Linked DNA regions of Mus musculus: all the other regions are linked to region 2. Evidence: chromatin contacts called from public Hi-C and Micro-C data. All regions are on one chromosome and are shown on one strand. The core of a region is the stretch at or near the end of the contact, and the rest is flanking DNA. Distances in the headings are between cores, read along the strand shown. Region 1 has its middle 31 kb from the start of Gli2. Region 2 has its middle 44 kb from the start of Gm33388. Region 3 overlaps Gli2 (GLI-Kruppel family member GLI2).

Evidence for each region. Hi-C and Micro-C count contacts between places; a contact is called where the count stands out from the background.
Region 1: a Hi-C map of embryonic stem cells shows a contact between it and region 2, with 4 times the contacts expected there. The contact joins two enhancer-like sites. A contact is called at or near these places in 20 of 484 Hi-C or Micro-C datasets (embryonic fibroblasts, embryonic stem cells, liver and 3 more), 4 of 115 datasets of contacts at active chromatin or transcription factors (all in embryonic stem cells) and 1 of 9 other capture datasets (embryonic stem cells).
Region 3: a Micro-C map of embryonic stem cells shows a contact between it and region 2, with 3 times the contacts expected there. The contact joins two enhancer-like sites. A contact is called at or near these places in 1 of 484 Hi-C or Micro-C datasets (embryonic stem cells) and 1 of 115 datasets of contacts at active chromatin or transcription factors (embryonic stem cells).

The regions. Positions count from the first base shown.
Region 1 is chr1:119,081,996-119,087,107 of GRCm38.p6, forward strand. No RefSeq gene overlaps it. Among named protein-coding and RNA genes, the nearest start is that of Gli2, 31 kb to the left of the region's middle. Within about 2 kb of position 1,851, at least 18 of the 459 cell types and tissues checked have an H3K27ac peak or open chromatin away from gene starts, as enhancers often do. A contact at or near this core is called in embryonic stem cells, where this site is marked.
Region 2 is chr1:119,347,143-119,352,255 of GRCm38.p6, forward strand. No RefSeq gene overlaps it. Among named protein-coding and RNA genes, the nearest start is that of Gm33388, 44 kb to the left of the region's middle. Within about 2 kb of position 1,874, at least 43 of the 459 cell types and tissues checked have an H3K27ac peak or open chromatin away from gene starts, as enhancers often do. A contact at or near this core is called in embryonic stem cells, where this site is marked.
Region 3 is chr1:119,046,728-119,051,096 of GRCm38.p6, forward strand. All of the region lies in intron 1 of Gli2 (GLI-Kruppel family member GLI2), which reads right to left. Among named protein-coding and RNA genes, the nearest start is that of Gli2, 4.7 kb to the right of the region's middle. Within about 2 kb of position 1,479, at least 125 of the 459 cell types and tissues checked have an H3K27ac peak or open chromatin away from gene starts, as enhancers often do. A contact at or near this core is called in embryonic stem cells, where this site is marked.

The DNA.
Region 1 (5,112 bases), core at 601-3,100, 270 kb before region 2:
TATTCGTGTGGAGGTCAGAGGACAACCTAGTGGTGTTGGTTCTCCGCTTCCACCTTAACGTGGGCTACTGGAATCCACCTCAGGTCTCTAGACCTCTGCCCATCTCTGGTTCTGCCCCTCCCTTCCCTTTCCTTCCTCTCTCTTCCCTGCCCCCCTCCTTTTCTTTCCTAGACAAAGTATCAGAGGGCTCAGGCTGGCCTCAAACTCACATGTAACCAAGGGTAACTGTTGGTTCCTTCTCCCACCTCTGCCTCCAGAATGCCAGGGCCACAGATAGAAGCCAACTTAAGCTGAGCGCTTTCTCAGTGGCGGATTGGGCCAGCCCTTTCTGGTTTTATTCTTATTTTAAAAGTAATCATCCCAGTGTCCACGAGAAAGATTCCTACTGTCACCACCCAGCATCCCAGTAGTAAACAAAAGAACAAGGGTCAAAGAAACCAAGTTTCAAGGTGAGGCCTGCCAATTACAAACTCTGTGAAGAGGGCAGGTGGTGCTGGGGACTCCTCCTGGCAGCTACTGGCTGAGGCGTTGGCTGTTGTACAAGAAAGAGCACGCACAGTGGAGCTCACATTGCACTTCCCAGAAGCAGGAGGCAGTGAGAGGATGGGAAGAAGAAGGGTCTGGTAGACGGAAGGAAAGCCTTTCCTTATATCGCAAATTCTGGTTACGCAGTACCAGTGATATCTCCAGCTGGCCTTCATCTCTCCTGTCTGTCTGCCACCTGTGGTCTCTTGCTCTTTTCCTTATGCTACCACTAAAGAAGTCCCACACACGGTCAGGAAAAGCTGGTATTCTGACTCAGTGCTGCCACCCAGTGGCCCAGTGGAGGGCAGCACTTAGCCTCTGTGGAACCTGGGCTTTCTCCATCATCACAATACAACAACAACAACAACAACAACAACAACAACAACAACAACAAACCGGCTTTGTGGTGATGCTTGCCGTTGATCTCGGAACTCTGGATGCAGAAGCAGGCAGATCTCTGTGAATTCCAGCCCAGCCTGGGCTACATTGTGAGATCCTATCTCAAAATAAGTAACAATTGGACTGGAACTAGATATTCTGGATGCTACAAATGGAATAAACATAGTGTCTGCTTTTAAAACATATTATTATTATTATTATTATTATTATTATTATTATTATTATTAATTGTGTGTGTGAGAGAGACAGATAGACAGAGACAGACAGACAGAGACAGAGACTGAGACAGAGCGTACCATGGTGCATATGTGGAGGTCAGAGGACAGCTTTATGGAGTTGGTTTTCTTCTCTTACCTTTAGCTCTGGGGAAGGATTTCAGGTCCTGAAAGCTCTTTTGCTTGCTGAGCCACCTTCTTTCCACCTTGTCTTCCCTCCTCCCCCCACCCCCCTTTCATGAATGAGGACATAGAGTGGCTTCTATAGCCTGCTAGACCTGGAAATCTTGTCTCCACCCTTGCGGGGCCACCCACCTCAGAAGCTTCCATCAGGGTTTCCTGTGGCCCAGGCTGGCCTAGAAATCACTGTGTAGCAGAGGATGACCGTGAACCGCCCATCCTGCCTCTACCTCCCCAGAGCTAGTGTAACAGGTGTGTGCTACTGTGTCTGGTGGGACTGAACCCAGGGCTTCCTGCATACCAGGCAAGCTTTCTACCCTCTGAACTGTTTCCCCGCCCACCTAATGCGCTGCTTGGAGTACTGTGGATACCGCACGGATACCTCCTAGTTGCTTCTACAGAAAGGAGTCAGAATGCTTCATGGAACTCACCCCATGCAATTGCTTTGTTCTCTCTGTGTTTAGGGTCCAGACTCACTTGGAGGGATGGCGCCCGAGGACCACTGTGGAAGACGCTATTCTTGGTTTTCTTCTGCCCTCTGGTGGTGTAATTTGAAAAGACACTAGTGAAGGCCGACTGAAGTGGGTGTCCTCAAAGGGCTGGGGCAGGATTTCCAGGGTCCACAGGTATCAGAAGCCTCTCTATGGTCCCACCCTTCACCAGCCTCTTAGCTATTTCCGGAGCTCTCAGCAGGACCTTTTGTTTTTCAGGTCTTCTACAACTCTTCCAGAGGAACAGACCAGCCAGGGGCTGTGGGCACAGGAAGCTTTGGGCCTGTCCTTTCCCAGTGCGTCTTGTGTGGTCAGAGCCCAGGAGGACCTCAGCAGAGGAAAGACAGGTGGGCAAGAAAGCAATGAGGAGCCTCCCTTGGGGGGTGTCTGCTTCCTGTACACTTTGTTGCATTTATGTGTGTGTGCATATGTGTGTGCTTTCACGTATGAGTGTATATGAGTGCATGAGTGTGTGTGTGTGTGTGTGTGTGTGTGAGTGAGCGTGTGTGCATATGTGTGTGTGTGTGATTCTCAGTGTACTGCTGTATTGTTTTCTAGGTCCTTCAATGAATATGATATAGCTACACATAGACACTGCTTGCGGGCAATCTTGCACACGCGTATTGAGTGTGGAGCTGTTGGCGAGGTGTAGAAAGAGTGTCATTGCACTCTGTAAGTGGTCAGTAGCTCTCATTCCACTAAGAATAAGAACTATGCAATCCCAGTGTGACAGCCAGAACTAAGGAAGCGAGCAAGCTTTATTAATACATAACCCCCCTCATGCTCGAGAATATTTACCATTCCAACCGTGTTCAGATTTTCAGGTTACTTAGCAAGTATCCCCCACCTCCACTTCCTGAAACAGAGTCTCCAGGGTAGCCATGGGTAACCTTTGGATTTGTGGTCCTCTTGCCTCTGCGCCCCGAATGTTGGGATTACAGTACGGGAATACCTTAGGCCAACCCGAGTTAGGAAAGGGAGGCAGAGTCTCCAGTTCTGAGATGCTGCAGGAAGGAGTACAGTGAGTTCACACTTGGGAATGAATTGCTCGCATATGATACAGGCGAAGAAGTTTGACAGATTAAGGTCCCTATTAAGGCCCACCAGTGGCGGTGGGCATGCAGCATCCGTAGGGAACAGCGTGTAGGTGTCTCACTGATGGGACTCTGTTGTGGCAAGGCCCATGGGGACCCCTCCCATGTGGCAAGGACCTGTGGTGAATTTGGAGGCCTCTATGCTTAGTACCTAGATTGCGTGTGTTTCGAGCTCTCCTTGCTCGCCCTATGCTGTCTACACTCAGTGATACTTAGTTCCACTTTGCTGATCATGGGCAAGGCTGGGACCTCACAGGCTGAAAGCCCTGGGGATGATTCTGTGTCTGTTGCAATACTCTTTTGAGGGATAAAACCTTCCTCTCCTCTCCTCTCCTCCCCTCCCCTCCCCTCCCCTCCCCTCCCCTCCCCTCCCCTCCCCTCCCCTCCCCTCTCCTCTCTCTACCTCTATTGATCCTCCAGATGTGACCACCAATCTTGGGTAGTTTGGGACACGTCCCTAGAGAAACAGCTACAGTCACAGAGTAAGCCTGCTTGTAGTACTTGTGGGGAACTACATAACTGCTTGCTTAACTGTTCCGAGGAAGGTATGTCTGATCAACAGAGACTTTAAAAATGGGTGAGCTGCGTCTGATCAATAGACAATTTAAAAAATGCCTCTTGGCAAGATGGAATCAGAAACTGACACCTGCATATCAGGAAAGGTTTGATACAACGAGCATGTCTCTGCCTGCAATTTAAAAAGCCCCAGAGGACAAAAGACTGCCTTTGGAAAAAGAGGAGGCAGGGGTGGCCTATAGGCAAATAGCAGTTTATAAAGGTAAAGGGTGGGAAACCCCAAGTTAGGATGAGGTGTTTAATTTAATTGGGCATGTTAATTAGGTGAGCCAAAGGGGGCTTCTGATTGCTGGACTTCAGTACTTTAATAGCTGGACCTTGGTAGTCAGCCTCAGGAGGGGAAAGTGGCCAAATGAGGGAATAGACCTTGGTGGCTAGCTTTAGGAATGCAACCTAATGGGTTTTTAGCAAGGCAAGGGGGACAAGAGAGGCTGGCAAGGCCTGCCAGAGCAGCACTAGCCGCTCTTACCACATACTCGCCACGCCCTAGCCACGCCCAGCCACGCCCACGACACAAGCTCACCCTTCTACCATTTGCATTTCACTCTTTCTGCTTCTTGCTTTCAGTTCAGGCTATGACCACTCAGCGGCTGCTCCTTCTGCCATGTCTGCCTCTTGTTGCCACGCTCTGGGCAACGGTTGAACTCTGAATCTCTGAGCTGAAATAAACCGTCTCTTCCTAAAGTTGCCTTTGGTCATGATGTTTTCTCACAGTAACAGAAAAGTAAGTAATCTGGACACTCACCCAGGCTCCAGATGAGAGCACAGGCGACCGGCTCGGTGGTTTGCATCCTGTAAGACCCCGAGTAGAGGACCTGTGTGCCTGCATGGGCACCCTGCATGTGCCTGGTGCCTTGGAGGCTGAAAGAGGGCATCAGAGCCCCTGGAACTGGAGTTAAAGATGGTTGTGTGTCATCACATGGGTGCTGGGAACAGAACCCTGGTCCTCTCTGCAAGAGCAGCAAGTGCTCTTAACCACGGAGCCCTCTCTCTAGGCCTTTAATTGCTCTTTAAGTACACACAACAATGCCTTTTGGGAATTTCATAGTGGCTGGGCCCTGTTTCCACAGTCAGCTTTAGTCTCATGAACTTCTGATCCTCCTGTGTCTCAGCATTTACTACTATGCCTGGCAGTTTTGCTACGTTCCTTTAAATCTGTCTGTCTGTCTGTCATCTATCTATCTATCTATCTATCTATCTATCTATCTATCTATCTATCTATTGTTGGGGGAGGGGCGTGTGTGCATGCTGGGCTTGCCTGTGGAGCTCAGAGACTAGCTTTCTGCAGCCAGTTCTCTTTCGTGGTTGGTTCTTGGCCCTGATCTCAGCTCATCAGTCTTGTGGGACAGACTTCAGTTTTGTTTTGCTTTTTTAAATTTCACCTGTGTGAGTGTTTTGCTGATGTGTATTTATATGCATGCCCTGGCACTGGAATCACAGATGTAGTGTGCTGCGATATGGGTGCAGGAAATGGAACCTGGGTCCTCTGTTACAGCTGCCACTGGGAATTACTGCTGAGCATCTCTCCAGTCTCCAAAACAAGCGTCTTTACCTACTGAGTCATCTCTCCAGTCTGAGCCTTAGACTCCTAACTACCCCAAGAGAAGCTCAAGGTTCACTCCTGATAGCATC
Region 2 (5,113 bases), core at 624-3,123:
AAAGGAAATGAGAAATGGAGGAGGGAAATGACTGACCCAAGGTCATCCAGCTGCAAGGGGCTGAGTCCAGCCTCTGGGTTCCCACCTGGCTGGTACATATGGCCTCAGGGAGATCCTGGCCAGCATGGGCCAGATCTGGGAACAGACAGCAGGAAGGATGGCTTCCTGGGCACCTGCAGAGGATGCAGCAACAGAAGAGGGCCCTGGGACACTTTAACTGCAGCATCCGGGAGTCCTGGGACTTGGTCACTGCGACCTTACTTTTCTTATATGTCCAGCAGGGCCTTCCTCTCTGGGCCTGAGCTTCCTCCAACATCTTTCAAGAGTCAGTTCCACTTCTGGCCATCTTGGGGACTGTACTCAGACCTTACATGCAAGTACCTTGCATGGCTACTTCTCTCACAAGCTGAGTCATCTTACCGGCCCATATTCTGGTATCTTGGGTTGTGGCTCAATTCGTAGAGTACTTGTTTAGTGTGCACAAGGCCGCAAGCTCTGTTTCCAGCATCACACAAGTCAGACCTTGTGTAGCCTGACATCCCAGCACTCAGCAGGTAAAGGCAGGAGGATCAGAAATTCAAAGTCATCCTTGACTGCATGAGTGTGAGGCCCAGTGAACCCTTCTTTGCAGAATGACTTACAACCACCAAGAAGAGTGCAGGAGCAGGCAGGAGCCCCCATTCTTCCAGACTGTCCATGGGCACTCTGGTGTTTTTGGTCACCCCACCAAGGTGGGGCAACAACCACCCAACTCCTGGACAGCTTGAGGAACTAAGAACACAGGGGTACTCAGCGGCAAGTGGCAACTATTGTGTTGTTAATGATGCAATGTTCCAGCCATTATCTACTTTAAGGCAGCATGCTCCCAATGCTAGCAGCCTGTGTCTAAGAAAACAGAGGACAGGCTCATAGGTCCTGAACACCTTCCCTGGAACAGGGCACTTGTTATCATTCTATGGACAAGGACACTGAGAAGTAAGGTGTCTCCCCCAAGGTTACCATTCTCACATTAGTGTGAACTTGACTTAAACACAGGCTGTATCTAAAGTGTTGTGTGAGCTTGTATGAGCCTGTACACACACACACACACACACACACACACACACACACACACACACCTCACAGGTTCTCATTACGGCGGTAGGTACGGGTGTAAGATGAATATATCTTCAGGGCTCTCTGGATTGCTGTGCTGGGAGTCAATGCTGTCAGAGAATGAAACTTGCCAGGCACAGAGTCTTCCCCACTGGTATCAGCCCAGCGTTGAGTGTTCCCTGAAGGCAGAGCGGGCGGTAAGGTCCTGCTACCCGATCTTAGCACCATCGCCTGCATAGGTAGCCATGGCTCAGCAAGTGGGCTGTAGACAGTCGACCCAGGAGCTCTTGGAGACTAGCCTAAGGACACTAGTCTGTGACTCAAGGCCTGGCTCCTGAGGTCAAGGGCTGCTGGGGTGGGGGCCCAGAATGCTTCTGGGACTCTCCTTCCACAGCAGCTAATTTATTGTGATGCAAAAATCCGGCTCCAGGGCGGGAAGCGAAGCTTCGAGCCAAGCACGCTCCCATCCTGTTCCCTTCCACATATTTTCAGTATTTATTGTCCCCATATGTGATGCTGAACATTCAAAAACATGTTGCTGAGATTCCTCCAGAAAGGCCTGACATTTCACAATATCCCTCCGATGCTTGGGATTACTGCTCAGGAGGAAAACGTGGTTGATTCAAAACAGATTGGGGCAGGAGAAAACAATGGCGGGGCCTGTGGAGAGACCCCCAGGTCCACCACAGCAGAAAAAGGACGGAGGAGCCCTAGCTGTGCGAGCTCCCATCAGAAGCCCAGAGCCAGGGGCACTCAGGAGGCGTGGCCAACTTGATGCTCCACAACTGCTGGATCAACAAGGGCTGGTGTTGGGGCTCGCCTGGGAGCAGGCGCTTCCGTCCTACACCGCGTAGCAGCTCTTCCCTGATTTACAAAAGGAGATAGTGAGCTTATGCTCAGCAGGCTAGTCAGTCAAGGGCTGGGGCAGGCTTGTCAGTTAAGGTTTTCACCCCCAAAAGCTATGTTTGTTATCATTCTGTTTGGAGAGGTATGTACTGTACTGTAATATAGTGCCGTGTACATGTAGTGTGTACACAGACAGAAGTCAGAGGAAAATGTCAAGTCAAATGCTTTATTGCTCTCTATCGTAGTCCCTGGAGACAGTCTTCTCACAGAACCTAGAGCTAGGCCAGCAGCCAGCAAGACCCAGTGATTCTCCTGTCCTGGCCCTCAAAGCACCCGGCCTCCTGGGCACTGGCAACCTAGAGAGAGAGCATAGGATCCTACTACCTGACCCCTTCCCAGCTCCCACTACCTGGAGGCAGGGAGCTGTGTGGGTTCTGAACTCTACACTGTCACACAGACAGCACACCCTTTCCCTTTCCACCCCAAGAGTGGGACCATACACTGCAGCAGTGCTGTGCCCTCCTCTGGTGCACAAAGAGAAAGGTGTCACCTCAGACCTTAATCTTTAAGACCAATGTGTCGTGGCATCAACGAGTGAGCACCTATATTTGTGACTTTTCCTGTTGCTGTGACATGATGCCTGACAGAGGCAGCTTCGTGGAGGAAGGGTTTATTCCAGCTCACAGGCCATCATGGCGGGGAAGGCACGGCAGCGGGAGCGGGAGGCGGCTGCTCACACGGCATCCACAGTCAGGCTGCAGAGAGATGGATGCTGGTGTCAGCTCACAGTCTCTGTTTTATTCAGTCCAGGACCCCAGCCCATAGACAGTGCCAGCATGTTCAGGGTGAATCTCTCTACTTCAGCTTACCTAATCTGGAACCTCCCTCACAGACGTACCCAGAAATTTGTCTCATATTTCACAAATTTTGACATATTTCACATATTTGACAATTGAGATTAACTAATGGGAGGCAGAGAAGTAGCTTTAGTGGATCAGAGCATTTGCTATACAAGCACAAGGACTCAGGGACTGGGTGAGGAACAGAGGCAGGAGGATGGCTGGGACTTGCTCACCAACAACACATATGGGTTGGAATTCCAACCCATAAGAGGCAGAGGCAAGAGGATTACAAGCTTGTGTCCAGTCTGGGGTATATAGCATGGAAAAGAAAAGGGGGGAGGGGCAGTGAAAAAGAACACAGGAGAGGAGAAAAATGAAAGCCATACCAAACCTGTTGCCCAGAGGCCCGGTCAGAAGGCAGATCGCCAAAATGGGAACAAAAGGTCTGTCACACCTGAGCCTGATGTGACAACAAATGTCAAAGGACATGTTGAGTGGACCCAGAAGCGACCTCACAGAACTCAAGCTTCTTATGCCATACACCTTTGCCTGCTGCTACTTAGCAAGTCCCTTGGACTGTGTGACTAAGCCAGACCCCATGAGACCCTGCTCCAGTCTGGGCAACAGACCTCAGGTAAGGTGGTCAGGCCTTGTGGAAAAGCAGAAACGTAAGGTAAAACAAACATGTAGACGGCTCAGAATATCAGATTGCTGGTGAATGGGCTAGAGATATGGCTCAGGTATAAAGTGCTCGTTGCGCAAGTCTGAGAACCCCAAGTTCAACCCCTGAACCTCATTTATTTTTAAAAAAAAAAACAGGAGGAGTGGCACACCTGTTTCTTTAAAGATTTTTAATTTTTTAAATTAAAACTTTAGTTATTTTTCTAGTTTTAACTCTATCATGGATTTTTTGGAGGTTTGGTTGGTTGGTTGGTTGGTTGGTTGGTTGGTTGTATTTGATCATAAAAAATACATTTGATACTAAAAGTGAAGGCTTCACAGTGGCCTTCAGAGGCCAGAAGAGGGCATCAGATGCCTGGAACTGGAGATATAGGCTGTTGTCAGCCCTCGTGTGTGTGCCGGGAACTGAACTTGTTTACCTCTGGAAGAGCAGTAACCCTCATAAGCACGGGGTCACACTCCAGCTTGTGGTAACATACTTACAATCCCAGTTAGCAAGCTCCAGGTAAATGTGAGAGAACCTGTCTCATTAACACAGGACTTTACCTGAAGGTTACACCTCTGCCCTCCACATATATGTGTGCCCACATACATACCTGCACGAACACACACACACACACACAGGTACAAAAATTGTGGTAAATAGGTGCATGATACACCAATTTTTAGTATATCTCAGGGGCTAGTGGGGTGGCTCAGAGGAGAAGGTACTTGCCACCCAAGCCTCATGACCTTAGTTCAGTCCCTGTAGAAGGAGAAAACGGACTCCATCAGGTTGTATCTGAATGGCGTACACACAATCACCCACCAGCATCACCCCACCCCACCCACGCACCCTGACACACAAAAGGTTATGTAAGATGAGAAGAATGGTGGGAAGAAAGAAGAGCATTCCCTCCACGCAATTTATCTCAATGTGTCCGATGTACATTTAACGGTTTTGCTCATTTAAATCGCCCTTCCTTGCAAGGTCAGGCCTTGCCATTTAGCTTCTGTTACTTCTGGTGTCACCAGAAACTAAAGGCCAATGAAGGCCGCCTGGCAGCGTACCCAGGCCGAGGGATGCCAAGTACTCAAAGACCCTGCCGGAGACTGAGGAGAGACAGGCCGCCAAGTGCATCTGAGGCAGCGGGTGCTGCTCTCGAGTACAGACCTGGACAGGCCTTCACCCCCTGGGCCAGAAGAAAGGAGCCCTGGACCAACCCCAGCCCAGAGCAAGGCCTGGAGGTCCCCACTTCAAAGCCTCACACTAATGCCTCTCGACAAGCATGGCTGAGCCTTGGGGTGTTCCCTTGAGGCTGACAGCCCCTGTTCCCAGACAAAGCCAAAGGGAGCAAGGCAGTATGAGGCCAGGGGCATACTGTGACCCAGCTTTGGCCTAGTGAGGAAAATGTGATTTCACACTAGGCCCACGGCCAAGCATTCATACCCATCCAGGGTCTGCCACTTTGTACTGACTGGTCATGGGGTATCTCCCTCACATACCCTCTGCTCTCCTTTTTCTACCCTGGTGACAAATGAGTCCTAGTCTCTAACTACTCTAGGTCCATATATCAGGTTTCAAGCTACCTTTGGTCCCACAGAAAGGTTGGAGGGTGGAACAGAAGAAGGATAGGCTTAGAGCTAGGTCAAATCTTGTTCAGGCTCTT
Region 3 (4,369 bases), core at 229-2,728, 300 kb before region 2:
CCAGTGAGTTTCTGTGTCTTTCCCCTAGACCACACTGGGTCGGTCCCTAGCTCCCCTGGCTAATGCTTGATCAATTACAGATTCTCAAAAAAAAAAAAAAAAAGTAACAAGTTAAGGCCCTGTTTCCAGTCCTCCATCTCTGCCTACACTGCAAACACTTGCATACTAATCTCCCCATCTTCGGTTTAAAATATATGGACCTTTTAAAAAACTCCCAGCATAATGAATAAGCCTAAATATTAGAAATTGAAATTATTAAGTAAATCATTCCACCTGCAAAGCTTCGATTTGCATACCATTAATTCATGATGCCATCTAAAACAAACTCATCACATTCTGTATATTAGAAGCTGATTTATGTAAGAATTGAAGAAAAAAGAATCCCGAACTCAAATTTATGCTGACATGATGTACACAGTCAATGGCGAAAGATTTTTCTTTCCTCCTTTCTACCATTTTTTGGTGTGTGTGTATGTGTGCGCGCGCGTGTGTTTGTGTGTAAATCATTCAAGCAACTGCAATCTAGCAGGAAGGGAAAGGATCTGAGGAATGGACTGACATGTAGTAAGATGCATAATGCAGCTGCCTCCTGTGTGTGTGTGGCAGGCTCCAGGCAGACTTAGCCTCCTCTCTCTCTCTCTCTCTCTCTCTCTCTCTCTCTCTCTCTCTCCCTCCCTCCCTCCCTCCCTCCCTCCAGTTATTAATGTCAAGTATGCCAAAGATACGCTGGAAAATCATTACCATTCATCGCCACTAACCGCCATTAAACTTCAATCAATTCAACTTAGCACAAGTGTACTTGAGCGGCCCTTACAGTTTCTTATAAATGAGGCTCCAACGTCGGCCTGACTTATTTCATTGTCCAAGGCACAAAGACAGGGCGTTAAGCAGGGGCTGAAAGGGGCCTATGCGAGGCCCTGCACGATGTTCTTTTAAACATTCTGTCCTAAGTGTTCAAAGATCTTTTTATGCAAGCTGAGAGGTCAGGACGAATGGGCATGGCCAGGAGAAGAGCCCGTTTCTTCCTAGCTTTGGGGCCTTGCGAGCTACACACTACAGATGTCTTAAGGAAAGTTTCAAACACCCCTGAAAGTTTAGCAACCGGATCTCTCTCTCTCCCCCCTCCCTCATCAAAGGCTCCGATTCTCTAAACTTGAGCATCTGCGGAAGGCATGAGGAAGGAGACCAAGGTTAGGGACACCGTGTCGGCCCCGGGCTCAGGTGGGCACTATGCCCCAGGCGGGCGCCAGGACTTGGCCCTCTGGCCTTCTTCCTTCCCAGCCACGAGCAGGGCCACGAGCAGGGTCCCGGGCGGCTCCCGCCATCCGCCGCAACAATGTGGCCATTGTTTGCGCGCGCGGAGCGGGCGGGCGCGCAGGTGGGAGGCCGCGGGCGCTCGGGCACGGAATGTTCCCGGGACCGGGCGCGCTTGGCGCCGCCCGGACACGCGGCCTGCGCGGCCCCACCGGGACGGCGGAACCTCGGAGGGGCGGGGCGGGAAGGGATGGGGCGGGGCAGACGGGCGGGGGTGGGGCGGAGGAGGGAGAGACAAAGAGGAGCAGGGGAGGAAAGGAGGGATGAAGAGGGTATGGGAAGGGGGGCAGGGGAGAAGAAAGTGGAGACAAGAAGAAGAAAAGGAACGATGGGGAAAAGAGAGAGGAAGTTAGGAAGGGGAGAAAAGGACAGAAGAGATTGAAAGGAGGGAGGGAGGGAGGGAGGGAGGGAGGGAGGGAGGGAGGGAGGGAGAGAGAGGGATAAACCGGGAAGAAAGAATAAGTGAGACACCCAGCAACCCAGAAGTATGAGGGCCGAGTAAGACGAGGAAAGAGCAAGAGTTCACCCTCATACAGAAAAAGGACTCCAAGCCCTGCCAAGTCAGCAGCTTTAATCACACCCGGGGCTTTGCCTAATTACAGGGTGAAAGCCAGGTCTAGAGGTAGGGAGATACTTAACTGTGTCCCAGGGAAAGCAGAGGGCAGAGACAGGCTGTGCAACTGTCTCTCCTCCACCCATGCCAACCCCTCAGAGCCTGGATCCTGGAGGAAAAGGCTGGGGGGCTGCAGCAAGACTGGCCACCGGCCTCTGAGACCCCGGGTTTTACGTTCCCTTGAGTGGGAATCCAGTCTGTATAGGGACCACCCTCTGGCCTTCCTGAGTTCTCTCACTGGAGGACTGGGACCCTCTGCACCCAAAGAGGCGATTCAATCCTAGCCCCGGGCTGATAAATTAAAAAGTTCTCTTTATTTCATTTGCTGGTTTGAGGTTCATTAAATTTTCCACAGATTCGCAGAGACGAAAGCAGTCAATAAACTCGGACAAAAGTGCCCGAACCAAAAAGGGCAGAGAATTGGGAAAAGGCAAGATAAAAGTGTTATCTGATCCCAGATCCGCAGGCAGCAAAGGAGCAGGGACTGCCGCAAGAATCTCAATGGGCCATCACCCTTCTCAGCGTGCCTCCCGTTAGTACCAACTCCTCATTCAACACAAAAGCCAAAGCACTAAAAGTGGTTTTCTTATGCTAATGTTGAAACCCAGCACTCAGTTAAAACACACTGTCCAGAAACAACCTGCCTTTTTAAAAGACACACATGTGAAACACACACGAAAGAAAGGAAGAAAGAAAGAAAGAAAGAAAGAAAGAAACCCACGTTGATTCGTTCTATTTAAACCCAAGTCCCGAAAAAAGAAAAAAAAAATTAATGGGTCCTGTCTGGTCACATCTTGAAAGAGTTATTTCCCAGCTCATGTATGATACGTAACAAGCCAGAAGGAAAACCTAAGTAGAAACAAGACTTCTTCAGTTGTTGGAAGGATTCAGGACAGTAAGCCTCTCCGAGAGAGAGGTCATCTCCCTGGGTTTTCCCAGGATTTAAAATGTGTGTTTTAAAAGTGACACTTTTGTCACCCTCAAAAATCTAAAAACAATGGCCAAAGTTTTCATTTTCTAAGTCCTTTACATTTTCCACAAGCCTTCAGATTTGGAAAAAAAAAAAAAAAAGACAAGTGCTGAGTATGGATGGAGCTGTGTTTACTTGAAAGCCACAGAATCATAGAGAAGGTGGTCTTCTTTACTCTAAGATCCTATCGGTCAGCTGACAGCCACTGCTGCTAACCTCAGTCCATACCTATCAGCAAAGGACACCAGAGTACTTATTCTCTTCCCCTAAGTTCTTTAAAAATGAGAGCACGCTGGGCACTAAGTATCTGGGTAGCCTGGCTGCCGACCCAGTCACCGACTCTACCCCTCCTGGTGTTCTAGAATCTGAGAACACAGTCTTTAGTTGGCATTCCTCACATGTCCATGCCTCTGATGCTTAGTGAAAAGAAGAAAGGAGGGAGTTGCTTCCCTGGGGTTCCCTTTCAATGGGCCCTGGCCCAGCAGCTGCAGCTGTCCACAGTGAAGTCCACCTGGCCTCTGGCCCCTGATGTGCCAGTTAACAGGCTACAGGTAGACCTCCCACCCAAGACCCCCGCCTAAAGACACAGGGAAAGCAGCCCCACCTTGTTCCCTGCGGTTTGCACCAGCGAAGGCCAGCTGCACCCACAAGGTTTTAGGACTCTGTTTTTGAGCTTTAACAAGCCAGCTGGGTGTGAGGGGTCACAGCCGCATTCACAGTGCATACAACAACCTCATGGTCTCATTTAAAGGGAACTGCTAGTGTCTGGGCACTGAAGTTTTCCGGGAGTGGAATGCTGAGGGAAGAAGAGTACTTAGTGTAGGCAAATATCCAATTTTGTCTGCCTGCTTGCAGACTGTCCCGGATTCACTAATCCAGCCCCAGGGGCTGCACTGTGTACAGGGCTCTTGTAGAAGTACAAAAAAAGAGTGAAGTATTTGTGTATTTTTCAGGCTGCAGTGCAAACAAGCCAGCTACAGAACACAGCCCCTGAGACCCCCACAGCAGCTAGGAAATGAGCCTGTGACCAGTAACCACACACACACACACACACACACACACACACACACACACAAACACACCCTCTTACAATTATGCAACTCAAAAGCACACCCTCTTTGATTGCTCAGTGCTCAATGTTCTTCCAAGCCTGCAAGGCCCAAGGAACATCCTGAGAAAGTGAAGCTAACTCCATATACACTTCAAGGTGGTCCTCCTTCCAAGCAAGCCCGGCTTGAATTTGGGAGAAGACCTCAGTGAGTCTGAATTCTGTGCATATTTCCACCATCTCAGTTCCCACCTAAGCACAGAAACAGATCTATCAATCCCAGTCCCAGTTCGTTCATGGAGGAGTCCAGCCCTGGGTGGGAAGATACTTGCTTCCCATCGGCCTCTCCCACAGATACAGGACAAAGACAAGAGCAGATCTCCTACAGGGCACAGTACACAGAACCTTCTTCTGTGTGTTGTGA